Linked DNA regions of Mus musculus: region 2 is linked to region 1. Evidence: chromatin contacts called from public promoter capture Hi-C data. All regions are on one chromosome and are shown on one strand. Each heading gives the region's core, a stretch centred on a gene start, on an enhancer-like site or on the middle of the called end of the contact. The rest is flanking DNA. Distances are from core to core; before and after follow the strand shown.

Region 1 (4,681 bases), core at 1,317-3,816:
TCCACAGACCCACCTTGGAGGTAACAAATAAGCACATGAATAAGTGAACGGCCATAAGCTGTGGACCCAGGGCAGACCCAGGGCAGACCTGAGGCCACTTGGACATCCCAGGTGGTTCTACAGTCCCCCACTATCCTGGTTAGCTTTAATTGTTAACTTGACATCCTCTAGAGTTATCTGAAAGTTGAAACCTCAGTTGAGGAATTGCTTTGATCAAGCTGACCCTTGGACACTTCTGTGAGGAACTGAGGTAGGAAGGCCCACCCCATTACAGGCAGAGCCATTCTCTGGGCAGGGGGGACTGGGCAGGTTTTTTGTCCTGGCCTGAACAAAAAACAAACTAGTCAAGTATGAGCCCAGGAACTAGCCAGGAAGTGAGCTAAAAAGCAGCGTTTCCCTGTGTTTCCTATCCTGACTTCTCTCAGAGATAGACCATTACCTGGGAGTTGTAAGATAAAATAAACCCTTTCTTCTCCTTGGTTATTTTTGGTCATAGTGTCTGCAGCAGTAACAGAGTAGAGTAGAGTAGAATAGAATAGAATAGAATAGAATAGAATAGAATAGAATAGAATAGAATAGAAACTAGACCAGCTACCATCAGGGGTGGGCCCTCTCTCCTCCACTGTCCTTCACCAATGTCATTACCTTAATCACTTTTCTGGGAGTCATGTTGGTCCAGGCTTAGATACAACAGTCGTATTTTAATGATCCAGGACACAGTTGGGTCATTTCCTTTATTCTCCTGGCCTTAAGAACTCCCTTGTCAGGCTGGAAGCACCTTCAGAAGTTGCTGCTTGCAAACTCTAGATGCCCCAGACTTTGCAGGCTATTGAGGTACCAGAGGAGTAATGACCAGGTCAGTCCAGGAGTCTTGAACAGGGAGACCTCCAAAGGTAGAGAGTTGGCCCCCCGTAGGTGATACCTTGAGGTCTGGACCCTTTTTCCTTAGACAGTAAGCCAGCCTTCCCTCTATCTCCTGAGGCCCAGGTTCAGGGCTGACACCTTTGATCCAGCCTCCAGGAGATGGTTGAAGCAGGGTGAACCCCACTCTGTGTCTTAGCCCCTCATACATAGGCTCTCTTGAGGTGACATATGCCACCACCTCAGCAAACTCAGTCTAGGTCTCCTTAAATATCTGGTGTTCCGCTTCAACAGCGGGGCCCCCAACCCTGCCCAGGACAGGTACGTTCAGTTACAGTGGCTCTTTGGTTTACAGGTTCAACTCCAGCGGCTGCTTAGTTTCTGTGCTATTCAAAGGAACAGGAACTGCCAATACCATAAAGCAAGGTAGGAGGTCATGGGGATGCCTTTCCCATTTAGCTCTGAATGTACACAGCATTCTTGCTGGTGGACAGACTGCATACTCTCTAGGCTGCCCAGCTATGGAGGGGAGATCCTGACTACACCACTGTCACAGGACAGGGAGAACTCCAGGAAGCTGAGGGGCTTGGGGAACTTGCAGGCACACATGGGAATATTGGACATTGGTACCTATTTGAATTAGAGCACCTTTGCTGGACTTAGACTTGGGGTGTGGGTGTGAACCAGGAGGGGATGGCTCCTGATCTTTATTTTTGGGGTGTTTCAAGGGTGTTTGAAGCGAAGGTTAGGTCAATTACTCCAGAATAAAGTACATGGCTGGAAAGGGGGAATTGTCCCCCCAAACCCTAACGACATAATGCCCGAAAATGCAAAAGGCCAGAAAAAACAGGTACAGCCTGGTCTAAAGTGAAAGACACAGCCTGGTCAAACAGACATGCATCCCCAAGATGGCTAAGGCTTGGAGAAGACAGTGGAGTAGACCAAGGGGAAGGGCTGTTTGTAGGCTGGCCTCACACAGCTGACATGGCCTGGTCCTGTGTGCATCCTTCCTGCCTTTGTTCTCACCTCACAGGAGAGCTGGTGAGTGTGGGTAAAGGTGAGAGTGGGGGAGTCGTGGGTGGGTACTCGTTCAGGAGGGACAGAGTCCAGGTCTTTCCTTTCCTCTATCCCCTCTCAAAGGGAGCATCTCTTAGGACTGGTCCCAATTCCAGGCTCAAACCAGAGAAGAAATACCACAGAGAAGGCAAATGGCCCCAAGAGAAGGCCTCGCTGCCCTGAGGTAGCCAGCTGGAGTCTAACCACCTTCCTCTTTTCCTATCTTCTGCTCTCAACCTTGGGCTGGTCTTGGCTCTCATGTCCTTTGGGGACCTCTTCTGGCCTCTCCAGACTTACTTAGATCAGGACTTGAAGGTGCAACCAAAATACCCATTAATCTCTGTGCTGAGGCAACAGGACACTTGGCCAGCAAGCAGGCCACGTCCGACTCCTTAGCGTGGGCTCCAGAATTGGTTTCAAAAATCAATATCCTTCTAGGAATGGGCACCAGGGGCTGGATGCGGTCATCGCAGCACGGTCCATTTGGGGTGTCCGGCGCTATGAAACAATGATGAAGAAGATGACCGGCTAGGCAAGGTTCGGGACAGCTGACACCAGAGCATGCTTGGAAAGACCAAGCCAGTTACAAGGTGTACCCAATCAGGAGGCTCCAAAATGTGACACGGATTTGCGTTTTCTTTTGATTCCTTCCTGGTGGTTTTACGTAAGAGGCAGCGCGTTGGGGCCAGGAAGGGACGGAACCATGGGGCTGGGTTTACACCAGTTATGCGAAGCCCCTCCGCTCTGCCCCCGCCTGCGAGGGGCTTTCTTGGCTGGGTCTGTTCCTGACAGAAGGGAAGCGAGTTGTGGGGGTGGGGGGGCTTGGCATGTGTGTGTGTGTGAGTGTGTGTGTGTGGTGTGTGTTTAAAATACAGAAAAAAAAAAGAAGCATGGCTTTCCTCAGCTGCAGAGGCGGGCCGGGTTCTGTCGGTGCCAAGTCCCTCAGAGCGGGCACTGTGGGGACACGGGAGGCACAAGAAGGCTGCAGAGGTGAGGGACGGGTGTGGAGAAAGATGGACGCTTGCCATCTCGAGCGCCAGCGGCTGCACGAGGCCAGACCCCACGAACAAAACCCACGGCAGATCTCTGGCAACCCATGTTAGGAGGCAGAAGACAGTTGGCAGCGATGCGGCACAGAGGGCAGCCTGGGAGCGGGCGGATGTAGCCAAGGCCAGCACGGAACAGGTAAGGATGGGGTGGGGCTCGCTAAAGTATAGGCAGCTGGTATCTGTGTTTGGGGTACCTGTGGGGGCCACGTCAGATATGGGTGCGGGTACTGTGTCAAGAAAGCTTTCCGAGGGCCAGTTCTGAGGGAGTCTGTCTGCCTAGTGTCCAGAGCATCTCTGGGTAACCTCTGGGCCCCTTAATATGTCTTGGTGCCCGCTGCTTGCTTATGTGTGCTTCGCTGGTATTCTAAAGATGTGGGGTGGGTTGGCCTGAGTGGACCATCTGGAATTGTGAATACAGCAGCCGCGTCCCATGGTGGTCCCGTGGCTGCATCATCTCCGCTGATGTCCGTCCTCCCAGGGATGGCCCTCTCTGCACTGATCACACCAGGTCCCCTGACCATGAAGGGACAGATCTGTTTCCTTTTTGAAGGTGGGTTAGGGTGGGCTGGGGCTGGGCTGGAAGGTCCTGGAGCATCCAGCACCGCACTCTCTCAGTTTTCTCAGAGCCCCCCATCCTTACCCACAGCCAGGCTTGGCACCTCGGTGCCTGTGTGCAGATCAATGGGACTGGAGCCAAATGCTGTCAAAGGGATCCGGGTGCCAGTGCCAAGGAGCCAGCTGCTGAGGGCACGGGTGGGGTGGGCTCTGGAGGGGAGGAGCGTGTGGCTGGGTATTTCCTAACAGCTCCAAGGACAAAGCTCACTCCCTTCCTAGTGGTCATAGGCTAGTCAAAGAGGGTGGGGCTGAGGGATGGGGACATTCCATCTGGTATGGCATGGGTGGTCCCAGGTGGCCAGTGTAGGGCAGGCAAAGCTATGGGCACTGTCCTTGTGCCCAGGTACCCTTCCTTAAGCGAGGTCCCAGGCAAACATAGAAATCCAATTTCTTCCTTTTCCCTCCCATCATTCCTTTCCTTTCTTCTCCATCTCTAGCAAAGGCTGGCAAGGGGCTCCGGGATCAATGCCTCAGGCTGGTGGGATAGCAAGAGGATCAGTACGGTTATATTGTCACTGGGGCCACTCTGTTCCAGTGTAATGCTCTAGGAAGTCACTTTAATCCCAGAAAGGTGTCTCTCTCGAGGTCTGGTCACTTGGGTAAGCAAAAACATTAGCTTTGGTGCTAGCTCCATGGTGCCCAGCTTCCTCCATGGTCAGGTTGGGCGAGGCTTTCTGACTGTGGAGAGTGTGGTTGGGAGAGCCAAGCAGAGCAGAGGAGCCTCCCCAGAAGCAATGGGGAGGGGCCTGGAGGTAAAGACATCAAGGAGCATGGTCCAGAAACTGAGAGGCACAGGGACCGGAACAGGCAGTTGGGAAGGAGGGAGAGAGAGAATTTCCAGGGAGGGTTCAGAGCCCAGCAAAGGCTAAGCTGTAGATATCCCATGGGCAGCCCAGTTGGAAAGGGCTACCAGGCATGCATACTGCTTAACCAACCAGAGACCTCTTCTTACAGCACTGGGAGGCACCACCACAGTGGCCTACAGCCTTTAGACAGACTCTGGCTAAAGCCTTGTGAGGAGCAAGCTTCCTTTAAAAATCCTGGGATGGGCTAGTCCCGTGTGGCTCTGCACAGGGCTAAGGATGAATAGATGAGTGCCC
Region 2 (4,816 bases), core at 340-2,839, 410 kb before region 1:
GGATTGTAGGCATATGTCACCATGTTTGTGCAATGGCACATATGCCACCATGTATGTGCATTGGCATGTATGCCACCTTGTATGTGCAATGGCGGAGACTGAATCCAGGGTTCCCGAACGCCAGGTAAGCACTCTTCCGACTGAGCCCCATCTTCAGCTCTTCTATATGAATCACACTTCAAGAAAGCTATCACAGCCGGGTGGTGGTGGCACACGCCTTTAATCCCAGCACTTGGGAAGCAGAGGCAGGCGGATTTCTGAGTTCGAGGACAGCCTGGTCTACAAAGTGAGTTCCAGGACAGCCTGTAGGACTATACAGAGAAACCCTGTCTTCAAAAAACAAAAAAACAAACAAACAAAAAAGAAATCTATCACAACTAGAAACAGCCCTGATGTCCGTAAACATACGGTGAGCAGGTGAACACTTACCTATTCAACACAACACAGCCGCGTGGAAGAACTGTCCATACACACAATGACATGGATGAATGTCGTAAGCAACACAAGGAGCAGGGAACAAACCCAGACACAAGGCTGTGCATCGTGTGGCCTTCAACAACAAGGGAAACAAGAGGTGATGACAGGCTTGAGTAACTTATCGGGGGAGGACACGGGTTTATGGTAAGAAGGAGGCCTGAACTGTTTTATATGTCCCAGTCGTGACTGTGGTAGTCACATGGTGTGTGAATTAGTGAAATCAATTTAGCTGAGCCTTTGGAGAACTTGGCTGTAGTCTCTGTGGGTTGCGTGTGCTGATTTCTCCCGGGCAAGGTCTGAGAAGAGGAATCAGGACCAGAGTTACACTTTAAAGGACAGCCAAGGACAAACAGACACCGGGTCAGTGTGTGCTCTGTGGGTGTGTGTTGATACACACACCGTTTCCTACCTATAAGACAAAGAGGATGAGGACCCTTGGGTACTCCCCTGCAGCAGAATGGATCAAAAACAAACCAGAAGCCCAAACCAACCAAACAGAAGAACACAAATCTCCTAAGCAAATGGAAGAAGTTTTGTTGTGTTGTATACAAATCCCCTGGACTCTGGTTGTAAGTGGCCCTGTAGGCAGAGAGACATTTTCATGCTGGCTGGCAGCTGCCTAATGAGAACATGAGACAAGGGAATCTGGTGGTTGGCAGCTGGAGGTGGCGGGAGATGGAAAAGTCTTCACGGATGTACTCTGTCAGAGCTGGTTGCTTTGTACTGTATCTTACCACAAATGTCAAAATTATATAAACTGCATGGTGGGTCCTAGGGTGGTAGAGAAAGCTGCCTTCTGTTGTCAGAATACAAGAAAGGGACGGTGCACTGCCTCTTCCTGGCCCCTTCCTGGCCCCTTCCTGGCCCTTCCTGGCCAGTGCTCCACAGGGGAGCATTGTTGAAACAGGAAAATTGTGTCATTCCCAGACACTGTTAAACTTATTTTTTGAGCACCTTAGTCTGCTTGAAAAATAGGTTTTGTCCCGAAGATTATCCGCTTATTGCTTGCCTATGGGGGCGCTCTTCCCAGCCCCTCCCCCAAATGGGTCTGGTTGGGGGCGGGGCACCCTGCAGTCTTCTGCCCCAGGGCCCTGCAACGCTAGGGTGGAGCCTCTTTGGAGGTGCCCAAGTAGAGCCTGAGCCACATTTCCTAGGTCTGGGCTGCGTGCGCACAGCCAGGTACCACTGGAAGAAGGACTTTGTGGTAAGTAGGGGATCCCGAGGAAACAGGGGAGGTGGGGCTTCTGTCGGAGGCTGCTCCAGGATTCAGTAGAAACATTCCTGTCAGCCCAGTCTGGGCAGCTGTAGAGCAAGACTGGAGGGGGGCTGTGGGTGGGAGCTGCTTGCTCTCTAGATGGGGCCTTTAGATACCGATCCCACTATGCTTTGGGGCCGAGACAAGCAGCTCTCAAGTCCGCAAGGATGTTCATGATCCATCACAACCACACACTTTCGAGGTGTAGCCCTGCATACAGATGGCCAAGAGCTGGTGGCTAGGGCAGAATTCTGCAAGCAACCAGCCACACTCTCAAGGCCAGACAGATGCCACTGTCATTCCAAGGCCATAGCACAGAGGTCTATATCCTCTGATGGGGTTGGGACCTTTCTTGGGCCAGACGACAGACAAGTCTGTCCAAGGTTCTAAGATGGTCCTGCAATGATGCCTGAGAGCAATAACAGTAGCCACTGGGTGTGGACCTATCTCAACACTTTCATGATGGAATGGCAGACTGGCCTGTATCTACTGGAAAGAGCTTGGGCCCTCGGTAACAGACTTCCTCACCTCCAGCCCTGTTCCGCACAGCACCAGCATGACTGAGCGCATGAACACCACTGAAATCTTCGATGGCGTCCGCTTCCCAGGATTCATACACACCCCAGAGTCCCTGAAAGCGGCTTGCTCCTTCCAGTTCCAGGACACAGACATCCTCTTGGTAACATTTCCCAAGTCAGGTGAGAGACAGACTGGGACAAGGAGCCTGGACAATCCAACACCAGGGCTTCCTGCCACCCATAGTGCCTCAGTCCCCTTCTCGGCACTGTAGACACCCGGGCCCTCTCTGTCACCTGTGACTGGTATAAGCTGTAGGGCTGCCTTTCTGGCTTGAGTCAGTACCAGCTGTATGAAGCCCCTCACTAGCCTCCTTGGCTGGTTGTTCCTCTTTCTAATAGCCTCAGAAGCACAGGGTATCCTGGGTACAAGCAGCCCCCCTCTCCCCCTGTACCTTGGTCAGGTTCACACAGACTTCTTGTAATCTCTCTGCACTTGCTTGAACGTGTTTCTGAGGCCATGGGAGGAATGCTGGGGGGGGGGGGGTGAAATGGGGTGTGTGCTGAGAATCTGGCTTTATTCTTAGGCGGGTGGTCCTTGGGGGACAAAGCTTTTCCTTGTCCTGAATCATGCTGGGGTGAATGGTGTACATCACCCCAGTGAAGTATGTTTATGTGGGGCACAGGAACTCCCTAATCCCATAAGACTGCCTGGTCTACTCTCCTCCAGTGTGCTCAGGGTAGCAGCATAGCTCTGCAGACCCTGCATAACCATCCTCCCCATCCTGAATCCGTCAGGATAGGCACATAGGGCATAGTTTGCTTTTGTCTCCTGGACATAGCCCAGCTAGGACACAATGCCACTGAGAGCAAGATCTGCTTCATGTGACTTGGCCACCAGGGCCACCTGGACTGTAGTGACTTAGGTAAGTCAGCAATTCAGCAGATAGGGCCAAGCAACCCTCCTATACTCCACATTCCTGACAGTCTTCCCCTCACACCAGACCCCCTTCCCCTCCACCCTGCATAGTTGTCCCAAGTTCCAGCCCTGCCCCACCCCCCTCCTACTCCCTGGATCCGATCCCTCCATTCACATCTTAACATATCTACCCAGGGGCCTGGTCTGTGGGCTGGGCTTCCCACCAGAAAGAATGCAGTGGGTGGGCTGGGATCTGTCAGACTGCGCCTCCAGCCTCAGTATATCTTAAAGGATAGGGCAGCAGAGCTATGGGATCCTGGATCCAGGCTGTCACTGTCCCTGTATGTGGGCAGGGGGTGGGGACCGATCATCCCACTATAAGTACGAGATCCCATCCTCGCAGAGCAGGCAGGTTCTGGCCTGTAGCGGAAAGATACCTTGCTGAATCTTATCACATGTCCCTGAACTGGGCCCAGGCGGGCTGGGCGGGAAGGGCCACGCCTGTTCTGAGGAACCTTTTCTGGTTTGCTTTTTCTTAGACTGGTTCTGTCTGGCCTAAAAATAAAAAGGTGATATAACCTTCCCCCTACTGGAAACCAGAGAAGCTAAGGGGGGGCCCTTGACCTTCCATTCCCATTGAGCTCTCTAGGATTTGCTATCTCTGAAGGTGACCCCAGAAAGTGTGGTTGCTTGAGGGGAGTAGACACCCGAACAACTCCCAGAGCACCCTCCTCTCTGGCCAGGGCCAAAGCTCCTTTTCAGATGTCTGAGGTAGAGAAATGGGTTGGGGCACAGCCCGGTAGAGTGTTTGCTTTGTGTAGGTGAGGAATAGGCCAGATTGGCTTTCTGGAAAGACCATCGCTAAGGCTTGAATGTTCTGGAACATTCCATTAGAAAGCGATAGTGAGATGAATGTGGTGGCTCACTCCTTTAGTCCTAGAAGTTTGGAGGCAGGGGCAGGCAGATCTCTATGAGTTCAAGGCCAGCCTGGTCTACAGAACTAGTTACAGTGTAGTCAGAGCTACACAGAGGTATCTTGGCTCAAAAAAACAAACAAACCAGAAAGTGGTACTTATTAGATGCCATGGTTTCCCCTCAGGGTGCTCACAACAGGGACTGCAGACATGCATGGGAAGCCACCAGGAGCTGGGTGAGAGGTCCATGTCAAATGCTCCTCTTACTTCTCTGGCCAGTGTCCTCACAGTTCATTGGCCATCCTTCCTGGGAAGGCTTCTGCAGATCTAAACCACACTTTGCCCTCTTTCTGCCTCATGTCCCTCCTCTGCCTGATGGGGTCACTGTAGCATCAAACACACCAAGGAGGCTCCAGACCATTCATACAGTGAGTGTCCATCTCAGACCAGGGCCCTCCAGGACTCTGCAGGAAGAGCGGCGGTAGGCTAAGGACACACAACCAAGCAGGAAGCTGGCATGCAGGACTCGGGTGTTCTCGGGTCAGCTCTTCCACAATGGATCCTCTCTTCCTCTCCGCCCTGCCCTCACATTCCTGCATCTGATGCCTTCCTGGCAGATGTAGGGCTGTCCTAGCCTCCTGTCTATCCCTGCCTGCCATCCCCTGAACAGCAGCCCCAACATGCTCATAATGTAATCCTCACGGTATGCGAGCGCATGGGGCAGAGGGGACTTTGC

The links. Promoter capture Hi-C pulls out the DNA fragments that hold promoters and counts their contacts.
Region 2: a promoter capture Hi-C map of embryonic stem cells shows a contact between it and region 1, with 4 times the contacts expected there. The contact joins the promoter of Sult5a1 here to the promoter of C230057M02Rik in region 1. A contact is called at or near these places in 6 of 39 promoter capture datasets (embryonic stem cells, hippocampal neurons, liver and 2 more), 1 of 484 Hi-C or Micro-C datasets (bone marrow-derived macrophages) and 1 of 9 other capture datasets (embryonic stem cells).

What each region holds. Positions count from the first base shown.
Region 1 is chr8:122,750,535-122,755,215 of GRCm38.p6, reverse strand. C230057M02Rik (a long non-coding RNA gene) reads left to right here and starts at 2,566. Exons shown (of 4, transcript XR_001778694.1): 1 at 2,566-3,102.
Region 2 is chr8:123,155,053-123,159,868 of GRCm38.p6, reverse strand. Sult5a1 (sulfotransferase family 5A, member 1) reads left to right here and starts at 1,589. Exons shown (of 7, transcript NM_020564.3): 1 at 1,589-1,681; 2 at 2,282-2,430. The coding sequence starts at 2,289.